Linked DNA regions of Mus musculus: region 1 is linked to region 2. A link is a contact called in public Micro-C data. All regions are on one chromosome and are shown on one strand. The core of a region is the stretch at or near the end of the contact, and the rest is flanking DNA. Distances in the headings are between cores, read along the strand shown. Region 1 overlaps Iqcd (IQ motif containing D). Region 2 overlaps Rbm19 (RNA binding motif protein 19).

Region 1 (5,711 bases), core at 1,268-3,767, 410 kb before region 2:
GAGTTCAGATCTCGGCGCCCTCTTTAAGTGGTTCACAAGGCTTTTAGCTCCAGCTCCAGTGAACTACACACCCAGCTGTGGCCTCTGTAGGCACATCCACATAAATAAACCTTTTTCCTGTTTTTTGTTTTTGTTTTTTTTTTTTTTTTGCAAGACAGGGTTTGCCCCCATGTAACTCTGGCCGTCCTAGAACTAGCTTGGTAGACCAGGCTAGCCTTAAACTCATAGAAATCTGCCTGCCTCTGCCTGACTGAAGGGATTAAAGCCATGGCTGGGCCACTAGGGTCCCCCTCCCTTGCCCCCTCCCACATACTTTGTTTTTCAGAGTGGAAAGGAGTCAGCTAGTTAAAGCTGCGCGTGCTTGTGATTTCAGCATTTAGGAATCAGAAGCAGGAGGATCACCTTAAGTTCAAGGCCACTCTGGGCTACATGGAAATAAAGCTGGCAGAGTGGTTGCTGCTGCATGGAGAGACACAGGGCCCAACTACTGGGATGTCAGGGGTGTTGACATCCTTGCAGAAAGGGCTGTTAAGTTTCTATGGGAGAATTTTCAATTCGTGAAATTCTAGCAACTGGTACTTTTTAAAACTCATGGAACAGTCTGAGCACACAACCCCTCCCCCACCCCCCACCCCCCTGCTGCCCTCCTGACAGTTCAGCTAAGACTAGGGCCTCATTTTTCAATGAAGGTGTGGTAGGATGGGGATCCGAAGTTTGCGCCCTCCTCAGGATGTTGCGCCCACGGCCTCAGCCTCAGCCTGGGACAGACAGGTCTGTTGAAGGGTGAGCCACTGAGTGTGGTTTGAAACGGGTTTTGTTGTTTGTCTTTTTTAATTTAGCCATCATTAAAGCCAGGGATGGAAGGGCTGGGACAGAACAGGGGCTTGGTTGGGACCCGGTAGGGCGTGGTGGAAGCTGAACAGGGGCGGGGCCAGACCAGGATGTGGTCACTTCTTCTTGCCTTTGCCCTTGGCCTTGGGTTTCTTCTCCTTGGCCTTTTCTTCCTTGGGCTTCTCCTTGCCCTTCCCCTTGTCTTTGCCCTTCCCCTTGCCCCGCTTCTTCTTCTTGGACCTGAGTATGGAGCGCACCAGGTAGCCCTTCCACACCGCCTGGATGAGCGTGGCGGCTCTCACCATGCGCACCATCTCGCGCTCTGCCTCCACCCGCTTCTTGGAATTGATCTCGCTCTCGGCCCGGATCTGAGAGAACTCCTCCACCAGCACCGCGTGCCTTTCCCTCAGCTCCTCCAGCTGCAGCTTCTCCTCCTTGTGGATGCTCTCCAGGTCCTCGTATTCGTCCTATGCGAGGGGCATGGCTGGAGGTGCGCAGCACCCGGCATGGCCTCCCCGTTCCCCATGCCCGGCTTCCAGCCCAGCCAGGTAGGATACAGAGCCTGTCTGTATATTTATACCTGGGTTCGCTCCAGGAAAGACCCGGCTGAGCAGATCTCAGAAAGGAGGGAGGACCAAGGGTGGTGAGTTGTGCAAACCTATGTGCTTTTGTTCTTGTGTAAATGCACATGTGAATAAATGCAGTGTGTGTGTGTGTGTGTGTGTGTGTGTGTGTGTGTGTGTGTGTGTGTGTGACTATAGGTGGAGGCTGGTGGTCAAGGTCACGTGTCCTCCTCGGGCTCTCCACCCTACTTCCTGAGGCCAGGCTCTCTCACTGAACCTGGAGCTTGCTGATGTGACTGAGCTAGCTGGACAGCAAACTCCCAGGATCAGCCTGCCTGTGCCCTCCCCAGCACTGTGACCACAGGTGCACATTGCCGCCTTCACTTCTCACATGGGATGCAGGGGATGCGAACTTGGGTCCTCAGGTTTGCATGGCAAGCATCCTACTGAGCTAGCATCCCATCTGTTAGCTTCTCTCCACCTTTAGGAGAGCTCTGGTTTTCCTCACTTGAAACACTGGGACAATTCCAAATACCAGGGCCAGTTTCTGGGATCAAGAGACCTTCGGGTTTCAGTATGAACTGGTCCTTCACAGACACTTGGTTTGGAGACCTGGTACCCACTAGGTGGCGCTGTTGAGTAGTGACTGAATCGGGAAAGCTCCAAGCTCATCTCTGGGTTACCCAGTGGATGCATTGATCGCTAAACAGACAGGAGGAGAGCCCTTCCGGGAGGAAGTAGTTCGTGGAAGGGTAGTGGGGTGGGCCCTTAAAAAATATCTTCTTCTTGGTCCGAGTCGTCTTCTTCCTCCTCCTCCTCCTCCTCCTCCTCCTTCTCCTCCTCCTCCTCTCCCCCCCTCCCCCCCCCCGCTCTCTCCCTCTCCCTCTCCCTTTCCTCTTATTCCCAGCTACTCTGTGCCCTCCTTCCTCCTCCTCTCTATCCCTCCCTCCCACCAGCATCTACAGATCTATCAGGGGGCACAGCTCATGAGCGATGCCAGTTTGAAACCTTCAGACGACAGTGAGAACCGTCTCGATTCCCTGCTTTATTCGGGAGCCTGGCACCTGGACCTTTTGGGTGCAGAGTGATGTGGGGGTGGGGGAGGAGGGCTCGCCTGTGAACCGGGAGCAGGCAGGAGCTGAGCCGGGCTGTGAGAGGACCATGGGAGGTGGCTATTAGGTGGAGCCACGTGCTTCAGGATGAATCTGGATTTCAGCAGTTTCAGCTTCTCTCTTTCAAAGGGTCTCCAGGGGAGGAGTCTCATACCTAGGCCACCTTGAGCAGCTCCTACCCGACCCTCCCTCCCCCAATCCCTCAGGAGGAACCCCCGGCACGTACCTGCTTCTCGCCCATCTCCATGTCATATTTCTGGATCCAGTTCTCGATTTCTGTCTCCACTTTGTATTTTTTCTTAAAACAAAAACGTCCAGGCAGGGCCCTTTAAGTTGGCTCAGTAGGTGGTAGAGGCACTTAGGACTTAAACTAATTCTCTGGCGCCACAAGGGGGCAGCAGGGAGCTGATAGCAGGGTTCTCCCAATCTCCATACAGGCATTGTGGTACCTGTATGTCCATAGGTACATACACACACACACACACACACACACACACACACACACACAAACACAACATGCACACACACACAATAATAATCTTTTTTAAAGGGTGAGCTCCCAGCTGGAGGTGAGGCTCAAAACCTTTGCCTAGCACGATCCCCAGTACTTACAAATTAATTCAAAAAACATTTGGGGCTGGAGAGAGGGCTCAGCAGTTAAGAGCTCGAGTTTCTCTTCCAGAGGACCCAGGTTCAAGTCCTAGCTCACGAACCTCGGTAACTCCAGTTCCAGAGGATCCAGCATCTTCTTCTGGGCCTCTGACGACACTGCACACATGCAGTGCACAGACATACATGTAGGCAATACAACCGTGTACATAAAATCAGAATTGAGGATGCTGGTGAGATGGCTCAGCAGTTAAGAGCACTGACTGCTCTTCTGGAGGTCCTGAGTTCAAATCCCAGAAACCATATGGTGGCTCACAACCATCCGTAATGAGATCTGATGCCCTCTTCTGGGGTGTCTGAAGACAGCTACAGTGTACTTACATATAATAATAAATAAATCTTTGGGCCAGAGGGAGCGGGGCCTGGAGCAGGAGCAAGTGGGGCTGGAGAAAGCAGAGATCCTGAGTTCAATTCCCAGCAACCACATGAAGGCTCACAACCATCTGTACACCTACAGTGTACTCATATACATAAAATAAATAAATAAATAAAATTTTTTTTTTTTTTTAGAAAGAATCGAAATTGAAAGAAGAAAACACATGGACCAGGTACAGTGCTTTGATCCCAGAACCCAGAGGCAGGTGGATCTCCAAGTTCAAGGCCAGCCTGGTCTACATAGCAAGTTCCAGGACAGTCAGGGCTACACAGCGAGACCCTGTCTCAGTAAATAAACCCCCCCCATACATAAAATGGGATGTGATGGGACCACAGAAATGAATGGAGCAAAGGCATGGCCTTCACCAGGGGTGGACTTGGGGATGGTGGCGAGGGAGAAGCCAGAGCAAAAAAGCAGACTCCGTTCACAGGACGTGCCATAATGGAGGATGAGCAGCTGCCAGAGCTGGGATGAGGGGGAGCGTCCTGCCTACGGGCAGTGAGAGTTTTAATTTTTTTTAAATTTTAAACTAAAAAATGTAATTCCATTTATTTATTTTGTGTGTGGGAGGTAAGTGGGCACTGTGTCACCAGGCATATATGGAGGTCAGAAGACAGCTGGCGGGAGTTGGGTCTCTCCTGCCACCACAGGGGTCCCAGGGATCAGAGTCAGTTTGTCCGGCTTGGCAGCAGTCTCCGTTAAAGACTGAGCCGTCTTGCTGTGCTCCCCCCTCCCCCCCACCTCCTTTCCCCCTCTAGACGCATTGCAGGAAACTGTCCACATGATACCAAGTGGGCTGCTTTTAAATGGATATTTGTATTTTATGTGGATTTTTACCTCAAATGAAAAGGAGCAGATAGTGGGTGTCGTGATGGGTGCATGTGATCACAGCCCTTGGCAAAGGAGTGGGGGGATGGGGTAGAGGACTGCTGTGAGTTGGAGACTTCTTTGGAGTGCATTGACTGTCTTTTCATTGGTGTGTGTGTGTGTGTGTGTGTGTGCATGCACAAAAACAATAGTGGAATGTGGGCAGGGGGAAGAGGACAACTTGCAGGAATGGGTTCTCTCCTATCCTATGGGTCCTGGGGATTGAACTCAGGGTATCAGGCTTGACTGCAAAGGGCCTTTCCCTCGCCGAGCCGTCCTCCCAGCTCTGCGTCGTCGTCTTTAACAAAACCAAAGGAGCCTCTAGATTCCCCAGAGCTGTTCTCAGTGTGGGCCCTGAAGGCAGGCTGGCTTCAGCACTCCCACCCCCCACACCCCCGTGACCCTCTGGGACTGTCCACCAATCTAGTGCAGACCTCGGCCTTTTGTCTGGAGACACACAACTTCCATGAGATTCTCAGAGAGTCAGGACACTGGAAAAGACTGGGGACTGGTCTGTAAGAAGGTGTCCTCGGAAAGAGACTTGAGAGGTGGTTGGAGCACGGTTGAGACAGGGAACAAACAAAGCAGCCATGCTTGGCACATGCTCACAGCACGCGCTGTGCCCACACTTCCAGCTATGCTTCCTCAGAGCTCATGAGAACCAGACACGGAAGGGTCCTGTTCAGTTTGCCTGAGGGTCACGAGCTACTTCAAGAAGGGGCCATCATCCTTTCGGGCTCAGGGGAGCCCAGGGACTTTGGGGAGGTCACTGAGCTTTAGTGCCCTAATTCTGGGATGGGGATTTGACCTCCTTGACCCAACTCTTGGTTTGGCTGCTTCCCCTTCCCACCTCCCAGGAGATCCCACCTATCTTGGGCTTTCGCACCCCTGGGCCAGCCCTGCTGCCCCCCACCCCCACCCCCACCCCCACTGTACCCCTGAGACCTCAGGGCACCTTCCTTAGTGCCTGCTCTGCCTCCCGGTTCTCCATGACCAGGTTGTGGTACTGTGCCCGAAGCGCCAGGATATCTTGCTGCGTCTTGGCCAGCCTGACCTGGGAGGCCCGGAAATCCACCTTCTGCTGCTTCTCGGCCTCCTGCTTCGTGCGGAGGAGGCTGTTCTCCGAAAACTTGAACACCTGGTGCAGATGGTTCTTCAGCTCCTGGATCACAAAGTTCTCCTTCTCCACCTAGGCCAGGACGAATGAGGACAGGGCCCTATTTAATAGCCACGCAGTCCTCCCACTCCCAGTCACAGGACAGCTGGCCTTTGGTTGTGCCCCTCCCCTAGGGG
Region 2 (5,545 bases), core at 783-3,282:
ACCCTGGTCTGTTTTGCCCCAGTTCCCCACACTTCCTTGGCACAGCCTGAGCCTCCCCTCTCCCACCATGCACCAAGCTCTTCTGTTTGGGACCGTGTCCCTGGCTGGGGCTCCTATGAGACCCCTGGGTGGGAGAGGCATGAACAGAGCTGCAGCAGCGCTGCCTGGAGACAAGGGAGGTGGGGGCACTGGCTGAGAGCTGAGGTCTGGCGGCTCTGCCCATCATGGCTGACTGTGGAAAGGGGAGGAAGCAGCCCGACTCCCGACTCCCTGCGGTGTCCTCTCTTCACTCCGTGCCTCATGCCCGATGCACAATGGCCTCAGGAAATTGGATCGTGGGCAGGTAATAGGGCTGGAAATAGACAACAACAAAGCGGGGCCCCCCACCCCCGCTGGATTTATCTGGTGCCCCTCCCGCTGCTGCTTGGGTGGTGATCCAGGACAGACTGGCTGGGGAGAAGCTGCAGGGGGCAGGTGTCCCTCAGGTGTCCTTGCTGTTTCAGAGCAGACCCCTTCTGCCATTATGATGGTCCTTCCAGCACAGAGAGACCCTGTCAAGCCAACTCTAGAGCCCAACTCCCTCTCCTGCAGAACTTTGCCCTGTTCCTGGGGGAAGCCAAACTGTCATATTGTTGGCAACCAGTCCACAGGAGCCGGCCCCTTCCCTATCCTGTACCCATTCCTCTCACCTCAGGGCCTTTGCACTGCTGTGGCCTATCTAGAATGCTCTACTGGGCTGCTCAGGGGCCTCATGCCTGTGGTGAAGCATCCCTGGGTGCCCCACAGTACCCCTAAGACCTTTTGGCTTTGCTGCTGTTTGTCTCTTGCTGGAAGGCAGGGATGCCTATCATGCCTGCCCCTGTGCTCCAATGCCCAGAACTGTCTTAATACAAGCAGCCCTCAGTAAATGTCTACTGAGAGACTGATAGACTGACTGAAGAGGGCCAGGGTACAACCGGGCTCAAAGGGATCAGGCTATGGCAAAAGGAGCAGAGAGAAGAATGTATGAAGCCATGAATGGTTTCCATGAATACCTTGCTACACAAACTCGCGCACGCATGTGCGCGCGTGCACACACACACACACACACACACACACACACACACACACTTCTCTCTCATCACAGAGACCTGGGCAACACCTGCCTGGGACCCCAGCCAGGAGCCAACTGACTCTTGGCCAGGACCTCTGAACACTGCCCTGCTAACAGTCCTCAGGGAGGAAGCCTTGGGGACTGCTTCATGGTAGCCACTGCCTTCAGCCTGTGCTCACAGCACCAGCCTGTCTTTGCTCAGAGTAGGGTTCCTTAGCCCAAGTCTTCATGCACTTTCTGAACAGCTGCTTTCTGTAGTGCCCATCTGCCATCACCAGCCAAGTCACCCTGAGCATGTCACCCCTGCTCTCTGCCACCTCCTGGGGTGGCCGTAAGGATGGGGTGGGTGCACCTTACTGATGGGTCAGGTTCAAGTCTACAGCCAGGGATGGGGGTTGGGCCACTCACCCCCATTTCTCGTCTTCACTGCTGCCACCCAGCCCCCCACCCCCACTGGCCTGCCTCCACATGGAGTGCCGGCTCCGCCTGGCAGGAACAGCTGTGGAAACCCCGCTTCCCCATGTCGGAGGCCTCCGTGGGCCTTCACCAAACAAACACAAAGCAGAACCCAGGGAAGGTGTGAAATAAATAAACGGAACAAGCCGCGCATTTTCCTTCCACAGCGCAGCTGCTCCTGGAGATAAACAACAAGTGACTGTCACCAAACATCAATACCGAGAAATGAACTCAACAAAAAGCTCGGCCGGCCCCCAACAGCCCCCCAGTCCTGCCCCCTCCCCCCAACCTCCAAACACCCACTTCTGCATTTCTCCAGTTCCCACCTAATGGTTTTATTTTTCAATTAATTCCTTGACAGAATGCCAGCCCGCATCTTTTTTTCCCTTCCCTGGCTGGCAATGTCGCCTGCATGGAAGGCACGGGCGGGCAGGCGGGGGACTGTGGGAAGACAGGAGAAAGGCTTCATGGGAGGAGAGGGAGGCTGGGGAGGAGAGCAGGGCTGACAGGGAGAAAGGACGCTGGAAGGGCTCCGTGAAGAGGCAGGCGAGACAGAGGCGGCCCAGAAGGGGAAGCCAGCAGGCCTGCAGCAGACCCTGCCACTCTGGATGGAGGCTGCATGCAAGCCAGTTGCTTTCCCTGTTTGGGCTCAGTTCCCGAATGAAGACGAAGCGTCTAAGCACAAGTTGCATGTGCTGGCCATGCCTGGTACCCCAGGACCAGGGAGGCTGGCACAGGAAGATGGTCTGAGCCTGGTGGTGAGCAGCCAGCCTGGACAATGGCGAGATCCTGTTTAGAAATGCAGGAAGTGACAAGCCACAGGGCCTTCAGGACTTTGGCTAGCACAAGGGTGAACACTCAGTTGCCAGAAGGCACCGGCCAAGATAGACAAGAAGTGTTAAATGTACCATCAAGTGACTCTGACGGCCAGCACCCAGCAGAAGGGGCTGAGCTGCCGTGGCTGAGCTGGGACACAGGCAGGGTCAGGTCTCTAAGTGCCTGTGGGGAATCCCACAAGTTGGGTACATGAGCCCTGAGCTGTGGGGAAGCCCTGTGGGTACAGACTGGCTCTCTACATGGTGCTGAGCTCACTCTGGGGGCCTTTTCCTCACATCATAGCCAAGTGTCCCACTGACACTTGCCTTGCAGTGGAAAGTGACAGCTCTACCCTCAGTCTCGGCAACAGAAGCAGAAGCAGAGTGAGTCACAGGACAGTATTCACACAACAGTAAGCCCAACAGACCCACCTCAAAGGGCAGGGATGTGGATCTTATTCAAGTAAGGTAGGCAGTGAGTGGGGTTTGCTTCTCACAGACACATTCTCCACTGTGATTCTGCCCAGTGAGGAAGGGACCTAAATGGTGGGAGGTTGTAAAGTGGCCACAGGCTAACTTCTCTCCAAGATGTCCATCCTGGGCATCTTCCTGCCTGGAGGTCCAGATAACTGGATTGGCCCTGTGCATGTGGAACCCCAACCTCGATCACGGTGGGCTTAACCCAAGATAGGGAAGGGGCCCACACTGACCTGGGGTCTTCTGTCCTTGGCCTATGTGAGTGTGGGCTACCAGGGCTGGGAACCCTGTGCAGTCTTGGGAGAGTGGAGGCTCCCACAGGCTCCTGCAGCCCTGCTTAGCCTGGAGGCTCATTTTCATTATGATCTTTTCTTCCTCCTGGGTCCAAGCTGAGATGACACAGAGACACGTGGCTGTGGAGTAAGCAGGAGTCCCAGCATTGGGAGGGCCGTGTGCCGTGGACTGGGCAACAGGAAACACACATCTCATAAATGCACAGTGGCTCTACAGGCTTCTGTGTGGGGTGTGGGACCAGGGTGGCCGGATCTGATTTCCTATGAATGCCTTGAAACTGATTTCCAGGTCAGATCTTCCAGTGGCCAAACAGTGATGAATCCAATACTGTTTTGTGTTCAACATGTTGCAGGCAAGACACCGATGGCTCAGCTGGTGGCTGCTGGTCTGCGTGCTTCTTGTTGCCTATCACAGGCACTTGAGGCCGCCACTGAAGCTGTTCCCTGGCTTCCCCTGGTTGGGCCAGGCTGCATGTCAGGTATGCTGGCCAGCCTGTACCCTCTGGGTCTGTGGGCCCCGCCCAGGATGGTGGCCAGGCCCTGCCCCTCCCACACTGCCCTGCGGTACTTCTGTCAGTTTAATTCTGTGATCGATGAGAAGGAGCAGGCGAGATGGCCCGGCACAGCTGGCTTCCCCGTTAGCCCTAGCAGGGATTCGTGGGCTTGCCGGCGACGGCTGAGTGAAATGTTTGCAGAACGCACAGAACACAAGTCAATAACAATTTAGTGGGATTGGGAGCAGGTCCCTTCCTCGCACGGACAGTCGCTCCCAGGGGAGGGAGGCACAATGTACAGGGTATTGTCACATCTCTTAAGAGTGGGAGGCTCAGGTGTGTGTGTGGTTGTGGGGGGGCGGTTAGAGGGAAGCAGGGGGCGTGGCTGGGCCACACCTGCCCCAGCAGGCCCCAAGGACCTGCAGGCTCCCAGTATACTTTCACTGGGAGATGAGGTTGCTGTCTAGAGGCCCTGACACAGGACCCCGTCCACCTGCACCTTGGCTAGAAGCTGCCTGGGCCCACAGAGTTCCACTTTGTGAGCCTCAATTCCTGTTACCAGCTGTGGCAACCAGGGGAGGGAGTGATAAGTATCCTGACCTCTCGAGGCAGGAGCCATTGATGCAACCAGGAGTCAGGATCAAAGCCCTCTTGTATACCCCGTGTCCTCCTGGGACCTAGAGTGACAGTCTGGGGTATCCAGAGGAAGGACTGACACAACCAGGTCTTGGGAAGAGTGAGAGGTGCCCAGATGAAGGGCTGAAATGTAGAGCTTACACAAAACCCCCATCTCCAGGGAGTTGGAAGGAGGCAGGCCAGGGGATGTTTTGAATAATAAATTCTGTGACTTCACATACTTGCTTGAACTTTCTGCCTATGATTTTGAAAGCCTGATGATTATGTCTTCACGGCTCAGATCAAGGAGGCCCATTTGCAGGGGCTGATGGGGGATAACGGGCTCTTGTGGTCCCTGGTCTTTCAAAAGCGTGCCATCTTGTCGATGATGGAGGTGTGGGGTGGGGGTGTGTGGGAAACGCTGGCAGGCTTTAAATATCATCTGTATGCTGATAACTTCAAATTTATATCGCAGCTCAGCCTTCGCCCGGAGCTCTGAACTCATCCATCTATTTGCTAATATCCCTGGGGCATCCTGGGATATCTCAGACCCAGCTTGGTCAGACTCCCCACTCCGCACCTGTTTTTGGCTTCCAGGGCTTGCGCAGCAGCTGGGCCCCACCCTTGCTTCTCGCCTGCCTTCTCTATGCCACCCTGGCCAGCTCGACCCGCTCCCAACACAGCCAGTCTCCTGGCTGCTTTCCGCCCTGCAGCCTTTGGCTGTGGTCCTGGCCACCATCTTTGGATGACCCCAGTGTGATCCCTGGGCCTGGTTCCAGAGCTATCCCCACGGAGCAACAACAACAATGTAGACTCACGAGGTTAGTTGATGCTGGCCTTTGATTTAGTCTTCCAGGGCTTCCCAGGGCAACATGAGCAAAGTCAGGCTTCCTGTCACCGATGGCCAGACCCCTGCTGGCTTCTCCTGTTTGGTTTCTACTCTCCATGCTGGAGCTCCAGTAGTAAACACACTTCTGCCCCATGGCCTTTGCATTGGTGGGCACCTGGGTTTGTACTGTTTCTCCTGTAGGTCTTTGGCTGGCTGGTCCCTTGCAATCACACAGAAAAGCTGACTTCCTGGGAAGGCTTGTTCTAGTTGCCATATTAGATGCACCACCTTCCCTTGGGGTATGTTGTAGCATCTATTCTAATTTTCTTCAGGAAACCTGCCGCCAACAGAACTTTGATCCTTATACGCTGTGAAACTTGCCCCTCTCTTATACAAACACCACATCCACAAGGAAAAGGAGGAGGGAGAGACAAAGCCACATGCCTTCTCCCAGGAAAGCTTACACTGAGGCT

What was found. Hi-C and Micro-C count contacts between places; a contact is called where the count stands out from the background.
Region 1: a contact with region 2 is called in a Micro-C map of the G1E-ER4 cell line, with 2.4 times the contacts expected there. The contact joins two enhancer-like sites. A contact is called at or near these places in 1 of 39 promoter capture datasets (cranial neural crest), 4 of 484 Hi-C or Micro-C datasets (the G1E-ER4 cell line, gonadal supporting cells and nephron progenitors) and 3 of 115 datasets of contacts at active chromatin or transcription factors (embryonic basal ganglia, embryonic midbrain and forebrain).

Annotation. Positions count from the first base shown.
Region 1 is chr5:120,602,222-120,607,932 of GRCm38.p6, reverse strand. Iqcd (IQ motif containing D) reads right to left here. Exons shown (of 5, transcript NM_029408.2): 3 at 5,374-5,607; 4 at 2,733-2,804; 5 at 820-1,298. The coding sequence ends at 948. Among named protein-coding and RNA genes, the nearest start is that of Rita1, 7.5 kb to the left of the region's middle. Within about 2 kb of position 2,517, at least 91 of the 459 cell types and tissues checked have an H3K27ac peak or open chromatin away from gene starts, as enhancers often do. A contact at or near this core is called in the G1E-ER4 cell line, embryonic basal ganglia and forebrain, where this site is marked.
Region 2 is chr5:120,191,273-120,196,817 of GRCm38.p6, reverse strand. All of the region lies in intron 23 of Rbm19 (RNA binding motif protein 19), which reads right to left. Among named protein-coding and RNA genes, the nearest start is that of Gm31836, 41 kb to the left of the region's middle. Within about 2 kb of position 2,032, at least 53 of the 459 cell types and tissues checked have an H3K27ac peak or open chromatin away from gene starts, as enhancers often do. A contact at or near this core is called in the G1E-ER4 cell line, embryonic basal ganglia and forebrain, where this site is marked.